4 separate regions of the Mus musculus genome follow, and all the other regions are linked to region 1. A link is a contact called in public HiChIP or PLAC-seq data. All regions are on one chromosome and are shown on one strand. Each heading gives the region's core, a stretch centred on a gene start, on an enhancer-like site or on the middle of the called end of the contact. The rest is flanking DNA. Distances are from core to core; before and after follow the strand shown. Region 1 holds the start of Zfp120 (zinc finger protein 120). Region 2 holds the start of Zfp442 (zinc finger protein 442). Region 3 holds the start of Zfp345 (zinc finger protein 345). Region 4 holds the start of Syndig1 (synapse differentiation inducing 1).

Region 1 (2,700 bases), core at 193-2,692:
ATAAATAAATAAACGGAAGAAAGTATCAAAGCTGTGATGGGGGTGTCTTGGATAGGCTGTCTTATGCCACACAGGCTTCTGAAGAACAGCATCCTGTATACTTCTTACAGGGGGAAAATGGAACAAGATACGAGACTTTTATGAAGTCAGCACAAACTACTATACAGTGAGAAAACCACAGGAAGGAGCTAATAAAAGAAAGCTGGAGAAACAGGAAGAGAGAACCTCTCAAAAACGTTCCTGACCAAGCCCACACTGGACTCGGGACTGACAACCATAGCCGCATGTGGTGGGATCTCAGGGTCTGAAGCAAGCCATCCCCGAAGGCCCTGGCCCCAGACCTCCACCCGCTCTCCCAAGCACCGTCCTTGCTTTAGAGAAGGAGCTCTATTTTATTCTCAGCACTTCAGGGCCTTAGGGGAAGCTCCCAAGCCTGAGCCCCAGGCTGGCATTGGCTCTGGAGACCTAGAAGGAGCTGTTCTATGCCTTGCTTGACCAGGCCAGTCCTCACCAAAACAGTGTTTTTCCTTTTCAAAAGGTTGTCACCAGCTGTAGTCTTGCCCATGTGGCAAAACGATGCTTTTCTCAAGAAGAAAACCAGACCTTTATGGCACACCAGGCCTTAAAATTGGTTGTGGCCCTATTTTACCCCTTGGAGCCACTTGTTAGAGACCTGCTCTTTGAAGTCAGGATGGGCCTAATTCATGATTGTAAAGCAGAGTTGTCTCCTATGTTATGGTTTGTGGACAAATGTCTGGACAATCCTGGTACACTACCACATGTATTCTAGCATCCTATTCTCCATTCGGCCTTTTTAGCATAGCACATACCTGTGTGGAGTTTTAGGGGCAGTCCTTTCTCACCTACATTCGACTTGCCGTCACTACAAGCATTAGTCTAGATCCTTTACATCAATTTTACTCTTCTACATCACCGCTTAATATTTGAGTGCTATCCGACACACGAGATGCCTTTTACAGGCTCCACAAAATTAACTCGAAATGGGTCTTATACCTACCTGTAAAATGCCTAAATGCTAAGGCCAAAACTTACTATAGAAACTAGGGCTCTCCGAGTTTGGCATCCTGCCAAGGGTATTTCTACACAGAAGCCCTTTCCCCAAATGTTTTGTGTAGATGCAGCCACGCTAGTGAGATGATTCAGTGCCCACCGCCAGGTCCAGAGAGAGAGAAAAGGACCACAGGGAAGCTCACAAGTCTCAGCTTCTGTCAGGCTGCTGTTTACTACTGAGCCCTGGGACGACCCAGCACTCCAGCCCCCTTGGCTCAGCCGCCTGCTCCTCCCCTTTGTGGGAGACCGCCTGGCACTTACCATGTCGGAACTTCTGGGCTTGCCTGAGGTCCCCGCACCCAGGAGCGGTACACAGAACACATCAAGCAGAAACATTCGCGACTGCCAGCTTTAAAAGAGGAACTTGCAAGATCGCACCCGGAAGAGCCCGCCTTCACTTTTGAGTGGCAGATCCGGCTGGATGTCCTGATTGGCTAGTGAATCTGGAGTGACATACACACCACCCATAGGATTAGAGTGTGTTGAAGGGACACAGAGGAATAATTCCAGGCACAGGTTGCCAGCAGAGGCCAGTCCTTTTCCGGGTCTGTAGAAATTTGCATTTCAGTACCACCTGTGTCTGTCTTCCAATTGCTTGCTGGTCTTTTTCCCCCACCCTGGTCAGGGGAAGACCCACAACTCCAATTTGCTGTTGCTGAGTTACCCGCCTCTCTCCACTGTGGGCCACATTGCAAATTTGGAGCTTTCCAAAGCTCCAGTCACAACACTCAGTAGGCACTTCCGCTTCTTCCTTTTGGAATCATTGAGACTTTACTTAGGGAATGTTGATAAGTTCACATATAGGTTTGCCTACCCCTATGCATGCTATGTTAAATCCTCTTCTGAACTTGATCACAAGGTAAAAGCAGAGATTTTTAATGGCATATAGCTCAAAGTCATGCAGAAACATTTTGTAAATTATAAAAGTGATGGACAGAAATGCCTCTAGAATGTCCATCTTCTATTACAAAATCTTAGCTAACCATCCAGTAAATGACGCTGTAAAAGTAGATGGCTAAGGAGCCAATGCTGCCTGTTAATCATTATCTGTGATCTAACCAATAAATGTATCAAAATGTATAGATACAAAAATGTATCAATGTATAGAAAGAACAGAGAACACTAATGCAGAGGACCAACCTCACCTAGGTCTGGATTCCTAAGAGAAGGGGTGTTCGAGAGCAACAGGGAAACAAGCAACTAGAACTCAAATCATGGGTCCAAGCTGCTGGCTTATGTTCTGCTGAGATAGCATTCCAGATGAGATGGCTTCCCAGACTGCTTTCTCTGTGTCTGTGTGTTCTGCTCTGCTCTAGACAGATTTTACCTTCTATTCTAAAACCTCTGAGGTTGAGACAGCTAGCTTTCTGCTTGAGACAGCTCTCTGCTAGTAAAAATTCTAAACGCTCTCTGGATAGCTCCTCAGTTTTCTGACCAAAGTCAGAAAAAACTGATCTAAAAAATTCGTGGCTTTTCCAACCAATTCAAAAAATACTGTTAGAAAAATTCTAAAAGTAATTCTTGGGTTTTCAAAATCAGAAAGGAAAAAAAAATCTGCTGTGTTCACTCTTCACATAGTCTTCTCTGGATAACTGCTAGAAAATATTTTAACAGAGCTGTGTCGCCTCT
Region 2 (2,700 bases), core at 38-2,537, 310 kb after region 1:
AAAAAGACAGGAAGGATCTAATAGAAGAACGTTGTACAAAAGGAACACTGAACCTCTCAAAAACATTCCTGACCAAGCCCACACTGGACTCGGGACTGATAACCATAGCCGCATGTGGTAGGAAGAGTTGGGATCTCAGGGTCTGAAGCAAGCCATCCCCGAAGGCCCTGGAGGCCCTGAAGGCCCTGGCCCCAGACCACCACCCGCTCTCCCAAGCACCATCCTTGCTTTAGAGAAGGAGCTCTATTTTATTCTCAGCACTTCAGGGCCTTAGGGGAAGCCCCTAAGCCTAAGCCCCAGGCTGTCATTGGCTCTGGAGACTGAGAAGGGGCTGGGCCATTCTCCATTCATGAAGGCCTCATAGAAAGCCTCCCTGGACCAGGCCAGTCCTCAGCACAGCAGTGGTTTTCCTTTTCAGTTATCACCAAGTGTAGTCTTGTCCACGTGGCAAAACTATGCTTTGCTCAAGAAGAAAACCGGACCTTTATGGCACACCAGGCCTTAATGTTGGTCGTGACCCTATTTTGCCCCTTAGAGCCACTTGTTAGAGGCCTGTTTTTTGATATCGGGATGGGCCTAATTCATGATTGTAAACCAGATTTGTCTCCTTTGTTATGTTTTGTAGACAGATGTCTGGACAATTCTGGTAAACAAACACATATACTAGCATCCTATTATCCGTGGGGTGTTTTAGAGGCAGTTCCTCCCTCAGCTACATTCTTCTTGGTGTCACTGTAAGTTTTGGTAAATCCTTTACATCATCAATTTTACGCTTCTAAATCACAGCTCAATATTGGAGTGCTACCCAACACACGAGGTGCCTTTTACAGCTTCCACAAAATCAAAGCCAAAGGGATCTTACACTTGCAAACCTACATATTAAAGGGCTAAATGCTAAGGCCAGAACTTCCTGAAGATATCAGAGAAACTAAAGCTCTCCGCGTCTGGCTTCTTGCCAAGGATGTTTCTACACAGAAGCCCTTTCCCCAAATGCTTTGTGCAGATGCAGCCACCCTAGTGAGGTTACTCAGAGGCCACCTCCGGCTCCAGGGAGAGAACAGGACCACAGGGAACCTCACAAGTTGCTGCTTCTGTCTGGCTGTTATTTATCACGGAGCCCCAGGGACGGCCCACGACTCCAGTTCCCTCTGCTCATCCGCCTTTTGTGGGACATGGCCCTGCACTTACCATGTCGGGACTTCTGAGCTTGTCTGAGCCTGCACACAGAACACGCCAAGAAGATACACTCCAGATTGCTCAGCTTCAGAGAGGAGGACCTTGCAGGAAAGCTCCCAGGAAAGCTCCCGGAAAAGCCCGCCTTCTCCTCCGATTACAGGACCGCGTATATGTGCTGATTGGCTAGTGAGTCTTGAGTGACATAAGCACCACCTTTAGGGTTAGAGTGCGCGGAAGGGACAGCGTGGAATAATTCCAGGCACAGGCTTCTAGTCAGAGGCCAGTCCTTTTGCAGATCTGCAGAGCTTTTCATTTCAGTACAACTTGTGTTTGTTTTCCCATCTAAGTCCGGGGACGACCCACAACTCCAGCGTCTGGATGCTGAGCTACCTGCTTCTCCTCTTTGTGGGCAGTGACCCTGTGCTACCTTGTTGCAAAGTTGGAGCTGTCCTAAGTCCCAATCACAGCACCAGTACTTTCCCTTCTTCCTCCTGTAATCTAGGTCCATAACTTGCATAGCCCATTTCTCAACTTACAGTGGAGTTATCCTGTCCCACAAGTGGAAGGGTGCCCAGAGTATTAACTATGAAAGAAAGATATTAGGAAACAAGTGTTTTGTTTTGTGTCTTTTTCAGGGTTCAGGTAAAGTGTGAGTACTTTTCGCCTAACAGTTACCAGTCAACCCTCAGAGCCAAGCAGGAAGCACATGACAAACACTGTGGATCATTCTTGTTAACCAGCTCATCATCCTCAGGGCTTTGGTAAAACAAACAAACAAACAACAAACCCCACAGCTATATTAGTAAAGTTTCTCTAGATAAAGAGAACTGATAGAATCAGTCTATCATGTTGGAAATGGATTTATTAGAATGGCTCAAGAGTTGTTTCGTTCTACTAGCCCAACAGTGGAAAGTTGAAGAATCCAGTAGTGGTTCAGTCCATGTGGTCACATGCCTCAGCTGGTCTTCAGTATATATCAGAATTTTAAAGAAATAAGCTCTAATGCCTGGTTTTTTAAAAATTAATTTGCTAGACAAAGGTAGGGCAAGTAGACAAAGAGAAAGAGGCATCTATCATCTTCAGTGTCCTTTATGTATATAAGCCACCACCATAAGGTGTGGCCTAGATTAAAGATGGATCTGTCAACTCAAATGATTCAGATTATATAAGGGTTTTTCCAATTCAAAAGCTATAATTCAGGGGGGGAAAAAGGCCCACAATAGCCAACTATTTGGTCTTTAGCTAATTCCAGATATATTTAACTCGACTACCAAAATAGCCAGTACAACTATCTAGACAAGGACAGATAGGATTTTTTTTTCTTGTGGCAGGCAAGGAGAGCATGGGAGCCATTTCCAAAGCAATGATTTTCTTATAAAAAAGGAAGCATTGAGACTTTACTTAAAAAAAGGTGGATGCATTCACATAGAGGTTTGCCTACTCCAAAGCTTGCTAAGCTAAATCCTCTTATGAACTTGGTCTCAAGGTAAAAGCAGAGATATTGAATGGCATTCTTAGCTCAAA
Region 3 (2,700 bases), core at 123-2,622, 350 kb after region 1:
CAGGGAGAAAGAAGAATGATATGATTGAATTATACTTGCAAAGATTATTTTTACAAGTTGAAACACACTTTACGGTCCAATATTCTTCAGGGACTAAGCATAAGTACTAGAGCACTCCAAGTCTTTTCTCTCACATGCTCTATTTTCAGACAGGAAAATTAACATTCCCGTTAGGCACACCACATCAGATTGTCTAGATCTTGTGTTCTTTGAACTAGTGTAAATATGGAAATTTGGTTTCTAGAAATAAGTTCAGTTCCTCGCCCACTTTTCTGAGTGCCCTGCTCTAGGAACCCACCAAGATCACCGGTTTGTACTTTTACTGATTGTCTAAAATTGATTACCTGACTACTCATTGCTATTGTCAACTACTGTCAAAGTAGAAAGGCCCTCACCTTCCTTCTTCCCCCTCCTTTTCTCTGCTGTGATTACACCAGCTTCAAAATTGATCAGAGAACTCAATGCTTACACAGGCCCCTCTCTTTTTGTAATCCCCTCACCCCAATCCAGCGATGTTGGAGGACACCAATTCACTGGTCTATATCTCTTCTCATTGACCTGAGTCCAGTCAACACCATGCCTGAGTATTGGTTGTGACCCTATAATGCCATCTTGAGCACCTTGTTAGGTGCCTGTTCTTTGCTATCAAGATGGGCCTTGTTGTTGATTGTAAAGGAAAGCTGTCTCTATTTTTATAGTTTGGAGACAAATGTCTGGACAATCCTGGTAAACAAACACACCCATACTGTTCTCTAGCAGGCCGGGTTAGCATGCTATGTACCTGGGGGGGGGGGGTGTTTTACAGGCAGTCCTCTCTCTGCTACTTTCTACTTGGTGCCACTTCCTACTTCCCAATTAAGTCTTTAGCATCATCAATTCTACTCTTCTACATCACAGCTTAATATTGAAGTGCTACTCAACATATGATAGGGCTTTTACAGCCTCCACAATATTAACTCCAAATGGATCTTACACCTCCATATTAAATGCTACAGGCAGAACTTAGAGAAAATAGAGAAACTGCGGTTCTCAGGGTTGGCATCCTGCTAAGTATTTTTTGGGCACACAAGCCCCTGCCCCAAATGCTTTGTAAAAATACAGCTCCCATAATAAGCTTCTTCAGAGGCCACCGCCAGGTACAAGGAGAGACTAGAACCACAAAGGACCTCACACATGGCCATATCTGTCTGGCTGCTGCTTACAGTCCAGCTGCTGGGAAAACCCACCACATGTGCACCCTTTACTAAACCGCTTGCTCCTCCCTTTGTGGGAGATGATCCTGCACTTACCATGTCCGGAAATTTTAAGCTTTTCAGAGCTCCCTCACAGCACCCAGCAGAGGCACTCAGGACACACCGCAGAGAAACCTTCTTTCAGGCTCAGATTCAGACAGGAACTTACAGGCTTGGTAACAGGAAGAGCGTCCTCTTCTCCTGAGTGGCAGGCCCGGCTGGAGGTTCTGATTGGCTAGTGCGTCTTGAGTGACATGAGCACCACCCTTAGGGGTCTAGTGTACTGAAGAGAAACTACCTAGTGTACCTAGTGGTTCCATCTTGGGAGCAGTCCTTTTCCAGATCAGCTGATTTGCATTTCAGTAGCACAGTGCCTGTCCTCCAATAGCCTGCGGGTCTCTCCTCCCACAGTGCACCTCAGAGGATCTACAACTCCAGATACCTGCTGCTCAACTGCCCATTTCTCCCCACTATGGGCAGCAACCCTGTGTTCACAACTTTGCAAAATTGGACTTTTTCTGAGCTCCCAGTACTCAGTAATCACTTCCCCTTCTTTCTCCTGCAATCAAGCTGGATAGCTTGCATAGCCGATTTATCCCTTCCAGTGGTGCTGAGTCCAATTCCCAGCAAGGATATGGTGGCTCACAGCCATCTGCAGTGGTGTCTGATGCCCTCTTCTGGTGAGTCTGAAGAGAGCAATGGTATACTCATATACATAAAATAAATAAATCATTTTTTTTAAAGAAATTTAAAAAATCAACCAACAGTGGAGTTATCAATCTGTCCCTCAAGTGGATGGGTATCCAGAATATTAACAACTAAAGAAGATTTTTGGAAAGAAAATTTTGTTTTGTGGTTTCAGGCTGAATTCAGGCAACCTGCACATATATTTCACCTGATGGTAATGAGACAACTCTCAGAGCAAAGCAGGAAACACATGACAAACACTGTGGAGCCCTCTTGTAAACCAGCACATACATCTTCCTCAATGGGTCTGTAAAGCAAACAAAACAACAACAACAAACCCGCGGCTCTGTTAGTGAAGGATTTTCAGATGAACAGAACTGATAGAACGAAACTTTCTATTATGTAGAAAATGGATTTATTAGAATGATTCATTATGTTCCACTAGTCCAACAATGGCTAACTACTATGGACAGTTGAAGAATCCAATAGTGACTAGATGTCTCCGCTGGTCTTCAGTATATACCTGAATTTCAAAGAGATAGGTTCTGATGCCAGAAAAATTCCTAGCAAGCAGACTAAGAAAGATCTACCATCTTCAGTCTCCTTTATATATATATGTAGGCTACCATCACAAGCTGTGGCCTTGATTAAAGGTGGATCTTATTACATCAAAAGACCCAGATTAAGAATAATTGTTCCCAAGTCTAAAAATATAATTTAGGAAAACATCCCATAGTACCCAACTCTTTGGGTTTTAGTTAATCCCAAATGTGGTCAGTTT
Region 4 (2,700 bases), core at 193-2,692, 310 kb before region 1:
TTCTGTTAATTTAAGAGATACTAAATGGGGGATACTCACAATGTCCTTTTCAGGCTGTCCCAGATAAAAGAGCTGCCTGGAGCTCAGAGCAACCAGTAGAAGAAAGCCAGGTGCCTAGCTGCTGCAGAAGTTGAGAATGAGTGTGATATTTAGATGTAAAGAAGACGTTCAGATGAACCCAAGCAAGGAGCTTCTCTGAACACACCTGGGTCCACTAATCAGCTCAACCTCCTTCCTAAGCCATCCAAATCTGATTTTTTTGTTTTCTATGTACAGCTAAAGGTCCCCAGAAGCCAAGTGCTGCACAGGGCTCCCAGGCAGGATTTGAGCTACCTCCAACTCTGACACTCCAAATTCTACTTGGCTAGATGCGGCAGTTTCTGGGGGCAAAATCTTGGTTTTGAGGCAAGGGGCAGGAATCTATACAAGATAGCTATAGATCCAAGGAACCACTAGGGAATTAGCAATGTTGACTCCCCAGGGAGAAAAAGTTTGGGTTTGGGAGAGCTGAAGCAAGGTGAATTTTCCCTTGTTTTGAAAGGGGGTCATTCAGATAAGACAACTTTTGATCCTCTTTTTGGCGAATTTTCTAATTCCTTCTCTATAAAATCTGTAAGGAAAACACGCCCACTCGAGCATGATTTTCCCCAACGTTTGAAATGTAGATTGTCTTCGTAGGCGGCTCTACTAGGGCTCTCCTCGACCTACTCCAAGCCACCACTCTGCCCCACCCCCAAGGCGTCGTCGGCCCAGTTTCCTTCCACAGCAACTACCATGGGGCCACCCGCAGTGCACCTACAATGGTGTTGGTCCGAGCTACAGGCTTGAGTCCCAGAGTACCGATTTCAGGCTGGTCTCTGTCTTTATTCCTTCTGCTGGTCAGGACGTGGGTCTTTCTCTGAACCTACAGTGTCCAGAGAAACCTTCTGAACCTCAAGTCGACCTGGAGCCTGGGAGGTCTTTTAGGACCAAGGGAAGCCACCGTTTCCACAGTCGGCGGCTAATTCTTGTCCTCCTAGTTCCCAGTGGCAGTCCCCCTTCCCCCATCTCAGTCGCCCCAACGTTTCCAGACACTAGCCCCCGGCCACCCGCCAGCCGCTATCACTGGCGAGGGCACAGCTAGCCTGGAGCAAAGTTAGTGGCCACCTTCGTGTGCTGCCGCTCTCTCTCCCCCTCCTCTTCCTCACGGCCACCTTCTCCCGGGGACCGCGGCCGCATACTCTTGCACACAAGTCGCCAGGCTCCGCGAGACCAAAGAGTGGAACGGCACATCCCGGGTCACCCCTAGTTCAGCCCGCGCCCTTTGTGCTCCTAGGGGCCAAGAGGACCGGGTTCTGGAAGGGTGGCGCCGCAGCCCTGTGTTCGGCTCTCGGGAACTGTGTGCTCGGGGCAGCCCAGGGCGCTGGCAGTGATCCAAGGAGGGGAGCGGCGGGGGAAGCTGCGCGCAGGGGAGGGCAGAGGCGGAGAGCCACGAGCCCAGAAGCAGAGGCGGGCTCCGCACCGCCCCGCGCCCCTCACGCTTCCCGGCTCTCGAGACGCGCGGGCGGCCGCCTGGGCGCACCAGCCGGGTCACCTTGTCCCGGAGGTAAGTCCCGAGCACCAGAGCTGCGCGGGAGGACCCCGGGCCACCGGAGTGGGCGGGTGTGGCGGGCGCGAGAGGATGCCCTGGCGCAGGCGGGTGTCCTGCTCCGCCTCGCAGCGCGCAGACCAGGCGGCGGTGATGGTGTGCCGGCCGCGGTAAGTCCTGAAGGGTCGCAGTGGCCGGACTAGGGAGACACAGTGTCGCCCCGAGAGAGGGGAGATGGCGCCTGACGGGGAAGATGCAGAGAGGACAGGAACTGGTAATACCGGCCCAGGGTGCGACTTGGCGCCTTGCCACCTTGGGTACCCAGGCGGCGTGAAGGGGCTGCTGTGCGACGTCGGTTAGAGCTAGTGCGTCTGTGTCTTGAGTTCGGCAAAGCCAGGCTGCTGGGGGCCAGGCCGGTGTACTGGAACACCTAGATGATACCGACCAGTCCCTGGAGCTACCTAGCTGAGTCCAAGAGGGGCTGGCGAGAAAGGCATCCGCGGAGGTGGCAGTCAGTGAGGTCCACATGGGACAGGAAAGCAAAGGGCCGAGGGGAAAGAGAATGTAGAGTTCCAGAGCATCAGGATTGGGGTGGGTGGGTGCACAATCGGTTACCTGAGCGGAAGACCGGACTTCTAGAACCCTTCACCTCCATCCAAAACGAGACCGGTTTTTATGAGCTGTCCGGTCCCTGGCAGCGCGACAGTCTGCAGCCTCGGAGCCGCCAGTCCTGGCGCCGAGATGGGCGCAAGCAGATGCGATTAAAGGGTTCAGATTCTAATTTTGTTGTCTCTGGGCGTGATTTCTACACTTCATTCGTGTCCTCTCTGTAAATACTGGAGAGAGTGGAGCATCCATGGAGTTGGACACTTTTCTTAAGAAAGAAGGGCTTTGGGCATGTGCCTGTTTTGTTGGACCCTAGCGGTGTGGTGGAGGAACCTTCAGTTGAGCTTTGGGCAAGTAGGATAAGGGTTGGTTGGCTTTACTAAAGGACCACAAGAAGGGGTCTTCTGGTATTCCTCATTTTCTGTGGGGTGTTCTGCTAGCAGAAGCGCAGGCACACGGTGCCTCAGACTTAAGGTGCGCACCACACTCCTGCGGTGTTTGATGTGGAGGTGGCGCCTCTGCGCTGC

The links. HiChIP or PLAC-seq counts read pairs in DNA pulled down with a chosen protein or histone mark.
Region 2: a contact with region 1 is called in an H3K4me3 HiChIP or PLAC-seq map of stem cell-derived neural progenitor cells, with 5 times the contacts expected there. The contact joins the promoter of Zfp442 here to the promoter of Zfp120 in region 1. A contact is called at or near these places in 2 of 115 datasets of contacts at active chromatin or transcription factors (bone marrow-derived macrophages and stem cell-derived neural progenitor cells) and 1 of 9 other capture datasets (liver).
Region 3: a contact with region 1 is called in an H3K4me3 HiChIP or PLAC-seq map of embryonic stem cells, with 5 times the contacts expected there. The contact joins the promoter of Zfp345 here to the promoter of Zfp120 in region 1. A contact is called at or near these places in 4 of 39 promoter capture datasets (the 3T3-L1 cell line, cranial neural crest and embryonic stem cells), 1 of 15 datasets of contacts at CTCF or cohesin (pro-B cells), 7 of 115 datasets of contacts at active chromatin or transcription factors (the 230-238 cell line, the NIH/3T3 cell line, embryonic stem cells and 2 more) and 2 of 9 other capture datasets (adipose tissue and pancreatic islet).
Region 4: a contact with region 1 is called in an H3K4me3 HiChIP or PLAC-seq map of embryonic stem cells, with 3 times the contacts expected there. The contact joins the promoter of Syndig1 here to the promoter of Zfp120 in region 1. A contact is called at or near these places in 1 of 484 Hi-C or Micro-C datasets (embryonic stem cells) and 1 of 115 datasets of contacts at active chromatin or transcription factors (embryonic stem cells).

What each region holds. Positions count from the first base shown.
Region 1 is chr2:150,135,236-150,137,935 of GRCm38.p6, forward strand. It overlaps Zfp120 (zinc finger protein 120), which reads right to left and starts at 1,443. Exons shown (of 4, transcript NM_181266.2): 1 at 1,333-1,443. The coding sequence starts at 1,407.
Region 2 is chr2:150,450,214-150,452,913 of GRCm38.p6, forward strand. It overlaps Zfp442 (zinc finger protein 442), which reads right to left and starts at 1,288. Exons shown (of 4, transcript NM_001310645.1): 1 at 1,189-1,288. The coding sequence starts at 1,191.
Region 3 is chr2:150,483,691-150,486,390 of GRCm38.p6, forward strand. Zfp345 (zinc finger protein 345) reads right to left here and starts at 1,373. Exons shown (of 4, transcript NM_001034900.3): 1 at 1,290-1,373. The coding sequence starts at 1,292.
Region 4 is chr2:149,829,341-149,832,040 of GRCm38.p6, forward strand. It overlaps Syndig1 (synapse differentiation inducing 1), which reads left to right and starts at 1,443. Exons shown (of 4, transcript NM_001085521.2): 1 at 1,443-1,585.